Regions from separate parts of the Mus musculus genome. Here all the other regions are linked to region 3. A link is a contact called in public promoter capture Hi-C data. All regions are on one chromosome and are shown on one strand. Each heading gives the region's core, a stretch centred on a gene start, on an enhancer-like site or on the middle of the called end of the contact. The rest is flanking DNA. Distances are from core to core; before and after follow the strand shown.

Region 1 (3,490 bases), core at 714-3,213, 1.0 Mb before region 3:
TTGGTAGCCTCAGTACCTTTTCAGAGACAGGGGGACGATAAGTGACACCATGACGGTAGGAAACAGCTCAACACACTCTTGAAATAACGCGGGAGACACCCCCACCCCAACCCGGACCAAAGATCTAGATGTCCTTAGGATGAATCACCACCATCTTCCAGATCTGGGACTCACCCCGGAGGAAGGAAGATCTCAGGAGGTCATATGCCTCCGGGATACCTCTCAAGAGGGTCCTCAACCAGACAAGAAAAGAAAAGAAAAGAAAAGAAAAGAAAAGAAAAGAAAAGAAAAGAAAAGAAAAGAAAAGCAAGGCGACGTCCATAATCGCCACTAAACCCTGTCCTTTACTGACATCATTCTATACGGTCACGGAAACGATGCCAACCACGCAGATTCATAAGGTTCTTAAAAATGGTAATTTGGAGTAAAATGTAACTCAAAGAACTTTGAATCATTCATTAGCACCTTATAATTACTCTGCTAATTAGGTTGACACGGCACTTAATCAGGAGTAATACGCCGGCTTGTCACTGGCGCTTCCCATTACTCTGACATTCAACAAGAGACAGGTTGGAGACGTCCTGAAGAAAGAATGCAAGTTGATACCCTCCGACAAGGCGGCGTCACAGTCGCGTTCCAGGTCCCAAATGGATCGGCGGTGACTGTTTCCTTTCCAAAACCAAGGCCTGCCACAGTGGGGAGGGGATGGAAGCATTGGAGGGAGGAGCTGCGGGAGCTCAGGCTGCGGACCAGCCACCCAGTTCCCGCGGCCCCACAGCAGCCTGATGCCGCAGGGAACCACAGCTGCCCGCGCCGCTGGAGAACGCCTCGCCCGGGGTTTTTCCCGGTTCGGGAGAAAGTGCTTGGCCCGGCATTTCTTCCAGCACAGGCTCTGACTGGAGACAAAGCGGGATTTGGAGCCAAAGGCCCGATCCTTCCCGACAGGGGGGTCAAAGATGTAGCCCCCCAGCTCAGTGCCTCTCCTGGATCTGCTACCCGGTTGGACCGAGCTGGAGCGCACCGGCTCCTGTGGGGAGAGTAGAGCTCAGACGTTGCAGGCCCACGCGGAGCTCTGGCTCTGGTGTCACACACTTCCCCGTGGGGTCCCTCAGCACCTCTATCCCCTGCTCCTCGTGTTTCCGCTCTGCTCAAGCGTGCTTGGGAACCGTGCGAGCGGGGCTGCGCTGCAGGCCACCGGGAGCCGCAGGATCCTTTTGCCCTTCGCGGCCTCTCCACTCACCCTCCAATCTGACTTAGCACGGGCACATCTAACGATCCGTACTGCTTCCCCGCTTCCCGCCCGGGGGCTCCCTTCTCCAGTGCCCTTCTGGTCTCTCCCCATCTCCCTGGCCGGGTACTCGTTACAGTGGGTACCACTTGGACCCCTGGAGTAGGCGTTGGGCTCAGGGCTGCGGGCGCACCGAGGTTCGGTTCTCAAAAGAGCAGCGGGGTTCGAGGCGCGCTGCTGACGGGCTGGCCAGGAGCGCGCCCATTGGCTCCCGGCACGCCGGCGTCGCTGGCTGGCGCGCAGCGGCCAATGGGGCGCGGGGCCCGGGCGGCGGGGGCGCGGGCGGGGAGCGGCGGCGGGGGCCGTGACGTCACGGGAGGGGGTCGGCGCCGCCCGCGAGCCCGCGGATGACAAGCCAACGCGCGGGGCAGCGGCGGGAGTCGCCGGGCGCCGCCTGTCCGCGGTCTCCTGCGCCCGCGCTTGCTCCTTCGCTGCTTCTCCTCCTCCCGGGGCGGCGGCGGCCGCGTTCGCTCCGCAACTTTCCAACAAAGTTCAGAAACTCGGCTCCGGGACTGCCGGGTCACGCACGGCGGTCACCTCCGGGACCGCCCGGCCTTAGCGGTCGCTGCACCTGCTCCGGCCGCCGCCGCCGCCGCCCGGGATCGGGCAGTGGGCAGACCCAGGCGGCGGCGGTGGCGGTGCAGGTGGCGGCGGCGGGGTTGCTCCAGCGGCCAGCATCTTAGTCTCGGTGCTGCTCTCCGCTGCCACCGCCCACGTGCGCGGTGGTCCAGCGGAGCGGAGCACACCTTCCCGCTTGTGGCATTTGGGGGCTTTCCCCTCAAATTTTTTTCTCTTTACTTTTTGTATAAGGGGGAAAAGTTGAGTCGAAAGTGCCCACCAATTGTCACCTCCCATTATCCTTCATTCCCTCCCCACTTTTTTTTTTTTTTAAAGCAGTGTCAACGCTTTTTAGTGTCTATTTTGTTTTACGATCGGTAGTTTCCCTTGCTTGGTCCCGGCGGCGGCTGATCCGCGGAGTAGCGTGGACCTCATGTAGAAATGACAGCAATGGAAGGGGCCAGCGGGTCGAGTTTTGGAATAGACACTATTTTGTCCGGTGCCGGTTCCGGGAGCCCCGGCATGATGAACGGGGATTTCCGATCGCTCGGTGAAGCGAGGACAACGGATTTTAGGAGCCAGGCCACCCCGTCACCCTGTTCGGAGATTGATACCGTGGGAACGGCGCCCTCTTCACCGATCTCGGTCACCCTGGAACCCCCGGAGCCGCATCTTGTGACAGACGGACCCCAGCATCACCATCACCTCCACCACAGCCAACAGCCGCCGCCACCATCCGCGGTCCCCGCGCAAAGTTTGCAGCCTTCGCCCCAACAGCAACCGCCGCCGCAGCCGCAGTCAGCAGCCCAGCAGCTGGGCTCGGCCGCCGCGGCCCCCAGGACTTCCACCTCTTCCTTTTTAATTAAGGACATCTTGGGAGACAGCAAACCCCTGGCGGCTTGTGCACCCTACAGCACCAGCGTTTCTTCTCCTCATCACACCCCGAAGCAGGAGAGCAACGCGGCACACGAGAGCTTCAGGCCAAAGCTTGAGCAGGAGGACGGCAAAACCAAGCTGGACAAGAGAGAAGACCCCCAGAGCGACATCAAATGCCACGGTGAGTTGCGCCGGAGCTGCCCGGGTCACTTGAGTGACCGCCGAAGGAGAGGGGCCTAGGCGTGCGATTTAGCGACGCACCTTAAGTTCTGTTGGTTACATTTCTGCCCCACAACCTTTGCGGCCATCCGGCTCCGTTCTTTGTTTTACTTAATTTTAAATGTGCTGGAGGAAGGTGGTAACTGAAGAGATAGGATGGGAGACACTTTTCGTTGAAAACAGAGGCTTACTTGGGATTTTTTTTTTTTCTTCTTTTAGCTGAGACCTTGGGAATGGGAGTGGGAAGGGGTGGAGAGAAGCTGGTAGCCAGTTGTGGTTGTCTAGGTCTGTGATCACAACTTGATGTTTATTTTTGAATGCAATACCACCCCAGTATTTTCCAAATGCCCCCTCCATGTTTTCTAAATGCCGTCACAGGAATTGTCTGATTTAATGTTAGAAAAATTTCCAACATTATTACAGGAGCAATTCATTTTTACTAATTGATGATTAATACAGAAAACAAATCATAGCCTGTTTTTTAAGAACACCCTTCTCACCGATACCCCTCTTCTGGCCCTTTCCAATAACAAATATTTGTGAAAACTA
Region 2 (3,391 bases), core at 666-3,165, 1.2 Mb after region 3:
GTGAAGGCCATCTGTCTACCAAGCCAAGCTTATACTTGAGCTTGGCAACTCTAAACCGAGTGTGAACTGGGGATCCCTGGTCCTGGAAAGGTACCTGCAATAAAGTCCAGACAGACAGACAGACACACACACACACACATATAATTTCTAAACTGAAATCTGACCATCTGAGACTTCCTGTCTCCCACCATCCACCTTCCATCCCTCCTTACACACACACACACACACACACACACACACACACACACACACACACACACACCACATTTCCACTCCAGCACTGACATATATGATACTTGCACCTGTTGGCAAGGCAGGTCAACCATATCAAAGACCCTGGTGGAAATAACCAGTCATTAGAATTGAGGCTCCTTTAAATTGTCCCATTTATTGCCCCACACTAGATGAAATGTATGAATAGCCAGTTAGAATGAATATATCACTCACTAAGAAGACCAGGAAACGCAAAGCCTCATTGTGAGGGCCTTGTTGGAATGCCTGAGGTAGACTTAAACTACCCGAGCTATCTTCACAGCGCTTCTGACAGCCTGCACCCGACCGTGCAAGCCCAAGTCAGACCAAATCCCAGCAAGGAGAGGAAAGCTGGACATGAAGAACAATTAACAATAGGTGGTGGGAAAAAAGGAAAGGCAGTGTTCTCCAAGAATGTAGCCCCTGGTAAGGCAACCAGAACCCAGCAGATGGCCACACAGCTGAGTACATTTGAGGAGCACAAACTGGTGTGCATGGCTCTTGTTTTGTTTCTTTACAAAAAGAGCACAAAGTTGTGTGAGTAAAGAACAAAGGCAGATCTGGGGAGAGCAATCAGAACATACCACACAAATTTCTCAGGGAATGAATAAAAATATTTTAAAGATATTTACAATACAAGTTATCTATTTTTTCTTAAATCAAAACCATTCAAAGTGACCACATTCAAATTTCCACCTCAATTTTTGCCAACTTGAGGCAATATGTCTTTGTTTTCCTAAACCTATTATCATGAAATTTGGAGCTGAAAAATCAGCTTGACAGATCTGTGTGTTTTCTACATAAAACTGTTTGAGCGTCTACTTTTAGAAACTTCACATCACATGCCAGAAAATTACGCTCCCAGATCCTAAGTTGACTCTGAGTCAAGATACTAAGTTTAAATGGAGATTTATTTATTAGGTCCAGTCAGTGAACATCGGAAGATTAATATCAGGCAGATACTGAGCCCTGGGAGGAACCACAATTCTTTTCGCCATAGAGCTTTAATCATAAACACTAGGCAGACCTTGAAATCATGAAGAGCCATGATTAAATCAAACCCCCAAACCCAGCTTATCTCTCAGGAAGAGCTGGTGTTTGGACACTGCATCATCCATGTCTCTGTCTCGAAGAGGAAGACAGTGTGTGATTCTCATTTGTTAAATCCCAACACTCCCAACATTCCAAGGACAAGGCTGTAAAACACCTTTGACTAGGTTTATAGCTCTTAAAAGTATTTTCCTGAATGAAAATAACAAAAATAGAGCTATAGAGAACTATACATAAAACCCTTCAGGTACTGTTTTTTTTTAATTAATACAATTAGAATGTTTGTTTCATCTTAGGTTTTTCCTATAGGAGATAAAGTCTCAACAATATACTGGGGCAAAATCAGTTCTGCTCCCCAGTGATTCGTCGTCTTATCAGATGGTCTCATCAGATGGCTTAGCACCCCTTCCTGAATCACACATTATCTTTAATATATAGTGTAGACCTGAAGAGTTAAAAACTTTATCCCAAGTCACCCTCATCTCTGCAGCTGGAGATTCTCTCAACAGGAGACAGTTGGCTCCTGGCAGGAGGGAGTCCATCTTACCTTCAAAGCCTCCGAGGGGACTTTGAAAATCCAGATTTCCTTATCTCTCTTTCCAGGCTGAGAGTGGCACACTGTCCTGGGCTTTTTGCGTGACAATTTTGTACCTGCTGAAATTTAAATTCAGTTTGATAATTTTCTCAACCAATCACTGCTTAGGATCCCTGATGTGGGGGTTTAAAGAGTCAGTGTGCCTATGAGGCTGTAATAACGCCCCACTCCCTCGCTCGCCGGTACGTTGGCTCACTGAGACCTTTGGTTCCAAAAGGACTAGACTTACTTTCACTTAATTAAATAGCTCCTGGAAGACTGTTTTGTGTCTTAAATATAGATAATCAGTGTGATATATCTGAAAAGAGCCACTTAGACTCTGTCACCCTGCATTTCTCCTCTTGCTTAGGTCGGCAATCTAAGAAAACTCTAGGTTTCTCTAGTAAATACGACTGGCTATTTAAGACCCCTATCATTCCTGAGGTACATATTAAAGTTGGTGCGCTATAATTCAAGCGGCTGTCCGCATGCAACAGTCTTGACACTGCCTAAGGGATCTTTAAAAGAATTTATAAACAGTAACTTCAGGAAACCTTTCTGATTTAATCTAAACACTGACATAAAGGTTTTGGGTTTTTCTTTATAATCTATTAATTTAATACAAACTAAATTTAAAAATAGCTGTTCCAAAGGTGAAACATGGTGTAAGGTATCTATGCGTAAGTACAGAGTGCACACACACACACACCACAGACACAGCTTTCATTCTTTGCTCCACTATATGTGTAAACTATAGAGTACAGAATAGGAAAACAGGCTGTGCTTCCAGAAAGGAAAAAGTACTTGCCTGAACCCATCATTCTCTCGAGCCCTGGATATACAAGATGATCCCTGAGCCATTTCTCTAGCTTATGAGCTCCACACTAGGCAATTGGAGTCTCTGTGTACCAGCTTAGGGATGTGTCCATGTTTTTATGTCACACTACTGAAAGATGTCAAACACATATGATCAGAAATATTAAATCACTATCCAGCAACAGCATCTTCAGAGCTTTATACTGAGAGAATTAAACAACATATTCATGTAGGTAGGGATTGGACAGGTTCCAGTGATAGGAAGGGAGTTTCCTCGAAGCTGCACTTCCATAGTAAACACTTTGCTATTATTTACACTGCATGGTTCTTGGTTCTTTGAGCATCTTAAAGGGCCAATCATATTTAAGAATGCCACTTTCCTCAGGAATTGCCTTCCTCTTCCTAACTTGGTTGTAATAGCAGATTTGAACAGCTCTCCAGACCTGATGGAGAGTTAAGAAGATCTTCGGTGTCTAAACAGAAGTGCTTGATAGCTGTATTAGCACACAACACTCTCCAACTACACAAAGAAACATTTGCTAAGAGCATTTGGGACCTTCACTAAGACAAACATTTAGGGTCAAAACTAAATCTGCTTAAACGTAATGTTTTTGGGTTTTGGTTTTTTGAGATAGGGTATCTCTACCTAGCCCTGCTTGTCCTAGAATTCACTATGTAGATCAGGCTGGCCTGAAACTC
Region 3 (3,344 bases), core at 238-2,737:
CAAGACCAGAATGTATTCAAGAAGTCCATACGCTGGTATTGACTTTTAAATTTAGGTTTGTCCTCTGGGGTGGGGGTGCAAAGGGATCCTAGTGGTAGTTTTTCTAACCACACATCAAAGTCTTCCACAAACACATGACTATAAGCAACCTACGGACTTTGGGAAGTCAGTTGAGGACACGGATTACCGAGCCTCTTCCTTCTGACCTGTCAGCACCTGCAACCTAGGAGGAGGAACCACCGAGTCTTTAAATGGAAATCAGTTGACCCCTTCCAGCTCAAACGCTAAAATCACAGCTGTAGGCCAGTAAATACCCCAGAGCATAAAATGTCGACAGGAGGCTCCAGGGCAGGGGGCAAACGGCGGGGACCTGGTGTGGACCCCCTCGAGCGAGCGCCTTCACTTAAGGGGAGACCAGGGTGGAGAGGGAGGGCCTTTCCCTTCGGGGGCGGGGAGGGGGGTGGTGGATACACAGGTGCGTGTTCAGCCGTAGGGACAACGAAGGCACCGCCTGGGCGCGGCCGCCCCCTCCTCTCGCCCCATCTGACCCCAACATCCAGGAGAGGTGCCCGCAAGGGACCGCGCCCTCCTTCCCCCGGGGGCGTGGGAGCCGGGCGACCGCGGCTTAGCAGGTGACTGTGCCACCTGCCCGCAGCGGGAGACCCAGGTGAGGCGCCGCCAGGTAACAGCACCTGCCCTGCCGCCCCCACCTGCTGCTGCGCTCCCCCTTCCCCCGCCGTCCCCGCCTACCTTCGTGTCGGAGCCCCCAGGCCCGCGCTGCCCGGCCGGCCGGGGCGAGCCGAGCGGCCGGCGCCCGCACTCCGGCGGCTGCGGCTCAGCGGGAAGCCCCGGCGCTGCCCGGCTCGCCGCCCCGGAGCCGCTCCATTGTGACGCGGCGCGCGCGGCCGGCCAATGGGCGCGCGGCGGCGCGAACCGCTGACTAAGTTCGCGCGCGGAGGAGGAGCGGAGCGCGCGGGCTGCGCAGGCTGCGCAGGCGGGAGCCGGGGACGCGCAGCGCCGCCTCCGAGCCGCCCTTACCCGGATCGCTCCGCCACCCGGCCCGAGAGTCCACCCGGCCTTGGGACGAACCGCGGGGGCCGGTGACTCACCCTCCTGCTGCACACAAAGCGCAGCTGCCACCTCCCGGAGCCAACGCCATGCGGCCGCCCGGATGCACTCGCCCAGCCTGGCATCCGCGGTGCATGGCAGCCACACGCCTCGCCAGGAGCTGGGGCTGCATTCCAGAAACCCAGGAGCCGGGCCTTATGGCCGTTCCCCAGGCGCTCCACCCCAGCAGAAGACCCCTGCCTTCTCACGTGTGCACCCCTGAGAAACTTGTTATTGACACAACTTACTCTACCAGGAAGGGTGGGGTGTGCCGCGCAGAGCCTGCCTTAGTGAAGTCCCTTTAACGCTCTTTAAGTCGAGTGACTGGAAAGGTTGTAGGGCCCCTGGGAAGGAGGAGAAACTAAGCAGCTTCTGGGCCTCCAATACCATCTTTTTCTTTCCAGTGTCTTTATCTTCAGCGTGAGGTGACAAGATAGAGGGAGTACACATAATAGTATTTCATTGAGGATGGTCACCTGTCCCCCATCCACATTCTTCTCCTGTTAATGGCCCTGTATTTGAAGAGTAACAGTGTGCCTTGCAAGTTAAGCAAAAATTTAATCCAAATTCAGAACTCTGGGCTATTTAATAGTTCTATCCTCCTCCTCGAATCTTTAACTCCCCCACACCCTCCCTGTTCTGTTTTAAGCTCAGTCTTTGTCCAGGTTATTTCTAGCACAAGGATTCAATTCAGCAAGATTTGTATCTCTTAGTTGCTATGGTGTTCCCATCCCTAGGTAACAAAACACTCCCAGAGGAGTAAAAGAAGACAGCATTTGAGTCACCTGATCAGTTGGGCACCCAATACCTCCACACACTACGAAGGTGTGGAAGACTGCGCTGTATCCAGTAGCGACCAGTCATATCAGAACTCCAGCCCGAACTGCCCTGGAAGTCACTGCTATACCCGGTCCTTGTCCAATTCACTCTGAGTGGCAGTTGCATTGAGTCTGAAGCAAACATTGAAAACACTGTGAGGACTAACGGCTCCACAGCTAAGAGCACAGACTGTTCTTGCAGAAGACCAGAATTCTGTTCACAGCTGCCGACAACTCCAGCTCCAAACGTTCTGACACCCTCTTCTGGCCTCCAAAGGCATCCACACATATATGCACCTACATATATGTGCTCCCACACACATGTGCACCTACATATATGTGCTCCCCCGCACACGTGCACCCACATACGTGGCACACACACTGCACACACACACATCTTTTTTTTTTAATTCTTTCATTTGAACATACAACATATTGTCATTAAATTGTGTGTATGACCTTGTGTACACATTTGTAATTCTAGATGTAAGTATGGCCCTCAAACTGCTTACCACCTGGACAAAGAGGTGTTTGTTTTTTTATTTTCTTGTTAAGATTTGTATTTTTATGTGAGCATACTGTAGCTGTCTTCAGACACACCAGAAGAGGGCATCCAATCCTGTTAGAGATGATTTTGAGCCACCACGTGGTTGTTGGGAATTGAACTCAGGACCTCTGGAAAAGCAGTGTTCTTAACCACTGAACCATCTCTCCAGCCCCCAGACAAAGAGTTTTTTAAGTATCAGTTTGAGGGGGAAAAGTAAGTGCTGTAATAGAATCAGAGTATTCTAACATTATAAGCTGGACGTTTCTGATTTTTTTCTTGGCTTAATGTTTGAGAAGGGACATTTCCTCCTCCAAGACCCTAATAATGTTTTCTGTCACAACAACATGGCTGCTTGTGTGACTTTGGGGAAGTTACTTAACCCTTTGTGTCCTCGTCTCTACAGCCAGAGATTATAAGCTTGGTGGTCAGTTTAAATTCAATGGGGATGCATATTAAAATCGGCTTCCTTGTTTGTAGCTCAACCTATCAATAGGAAGCAACGGAGATCAAGTTCATTCAAAATGTGTTACGTCTGGCAAACCCCACAGATGTAGCTGTTAAATGTGATTGCTGTTAATACATTCCTAATTTTCATCAGCAAATGATGGCAGTTCTTATTACGACAGTTGTAGGAGCCAGATAGAGGACTTTGTACTGCTCTGGAAACTCCTGGGCTGTCATTCAGGTTTTTCCGTTTTTGCTTTAGGCTCCAGGTGCATCATGGCCTCAGCTGCTCTCAAATCTGAAACCTGGCACATCAGCATCATCTTGGCCCTTAAAGAACATATTTGGTGTCTTCCTCTTGCTTATCTGCTCTGGACGTCATCTTAAAATGGTGGTTCATCTTCTCGGCTCTTCAGACAAGCTGTAGA

What was found. Promoter capture Hi-C pulls out the DNA fragments that hold promoters and counts their contacts.
Region 1: a promoter capture Hi-C map of pre-B cells shows a contact between it and region 3, with 2.5 times the contacts expected there. The contact joins the promoter of Barhl2 here to the promoter of 4930542N06Rik in region 3. A contact is called at or near these places in 1 of 39 promoter capture datasets (pre-B cells), 1 of 484 Hi-C or Micro-C datasets (embryonic fibroblasts) and 2 of 115 datasets of contacts at active chromatin or transcription factors (embryonic forebrain and embryonic stem cells).
Region 2: a contact with region 3 is called in a promoter capture Hi-C map of hippocampal neurons, with 4 times the contacts expected there. The contact joins the promoter of Dspp here to the promoter of 4930542N06Rik in region 3. A contact is called at or near these places in 1 of 39 promoter capture datasets (hippocampal neurons), 1 of 115 datasets of contacts at active chromatin or transcription factors (embryonic stem cells) and 1 of 9 other capture datasets (embryonic stem cells).

The regions. Positions count from the first base shown.
Region 1 is chr5:106,456,639-106,460,128 of GRCm38.p6, reverse strand. Barhl2 (BarH like homeobox 2) reads left to right here and starts at 1,963. Exons shown (of 3, transcript NM_001005477.1): 1 at 1,963-2,903. The coding sequence starts at 2,288. Gm33151 (a long non-coding RNA gene) reads right to left here and starts at 1,537. Exons shown (of 2, transcript XR_389476.3): 1 at 1,241-1,537; 2 at 390-686.
Region 2 is chr5:104,169,227-104,172,617 of GRCm38.p6, reverse strand. Dspp (dentin sialophosphoprotein) reads right to left here and starts at 1,915. Exons shown (of 5, transcript NM_010080.3): 1 at 1,850-1,915.
Region 3 is chr5:105,413,319-105,416,662 of GRCm38.p6, reverse strand. It overlaps 4930542N06Rik (a long non-coding RNA gene), which reads left to right and starts at 1,487. Exons shown (of 2, transcript XR_389449.3): 1 at 1,487-2,411; 2 at 3,179-3,344. It overlaps Lrrc8b (leucine rich repeat containing 8 family, member B), which reads right to left and starts at 888. Exons shown (of 5, transcript NM_001033550.3): 1 at 751-888. Gm32051 (a long non-coding RNA gene) reads right to left here. Exons shown (of 2, transcript XR_389452.2): 2 at 2,741-3,344.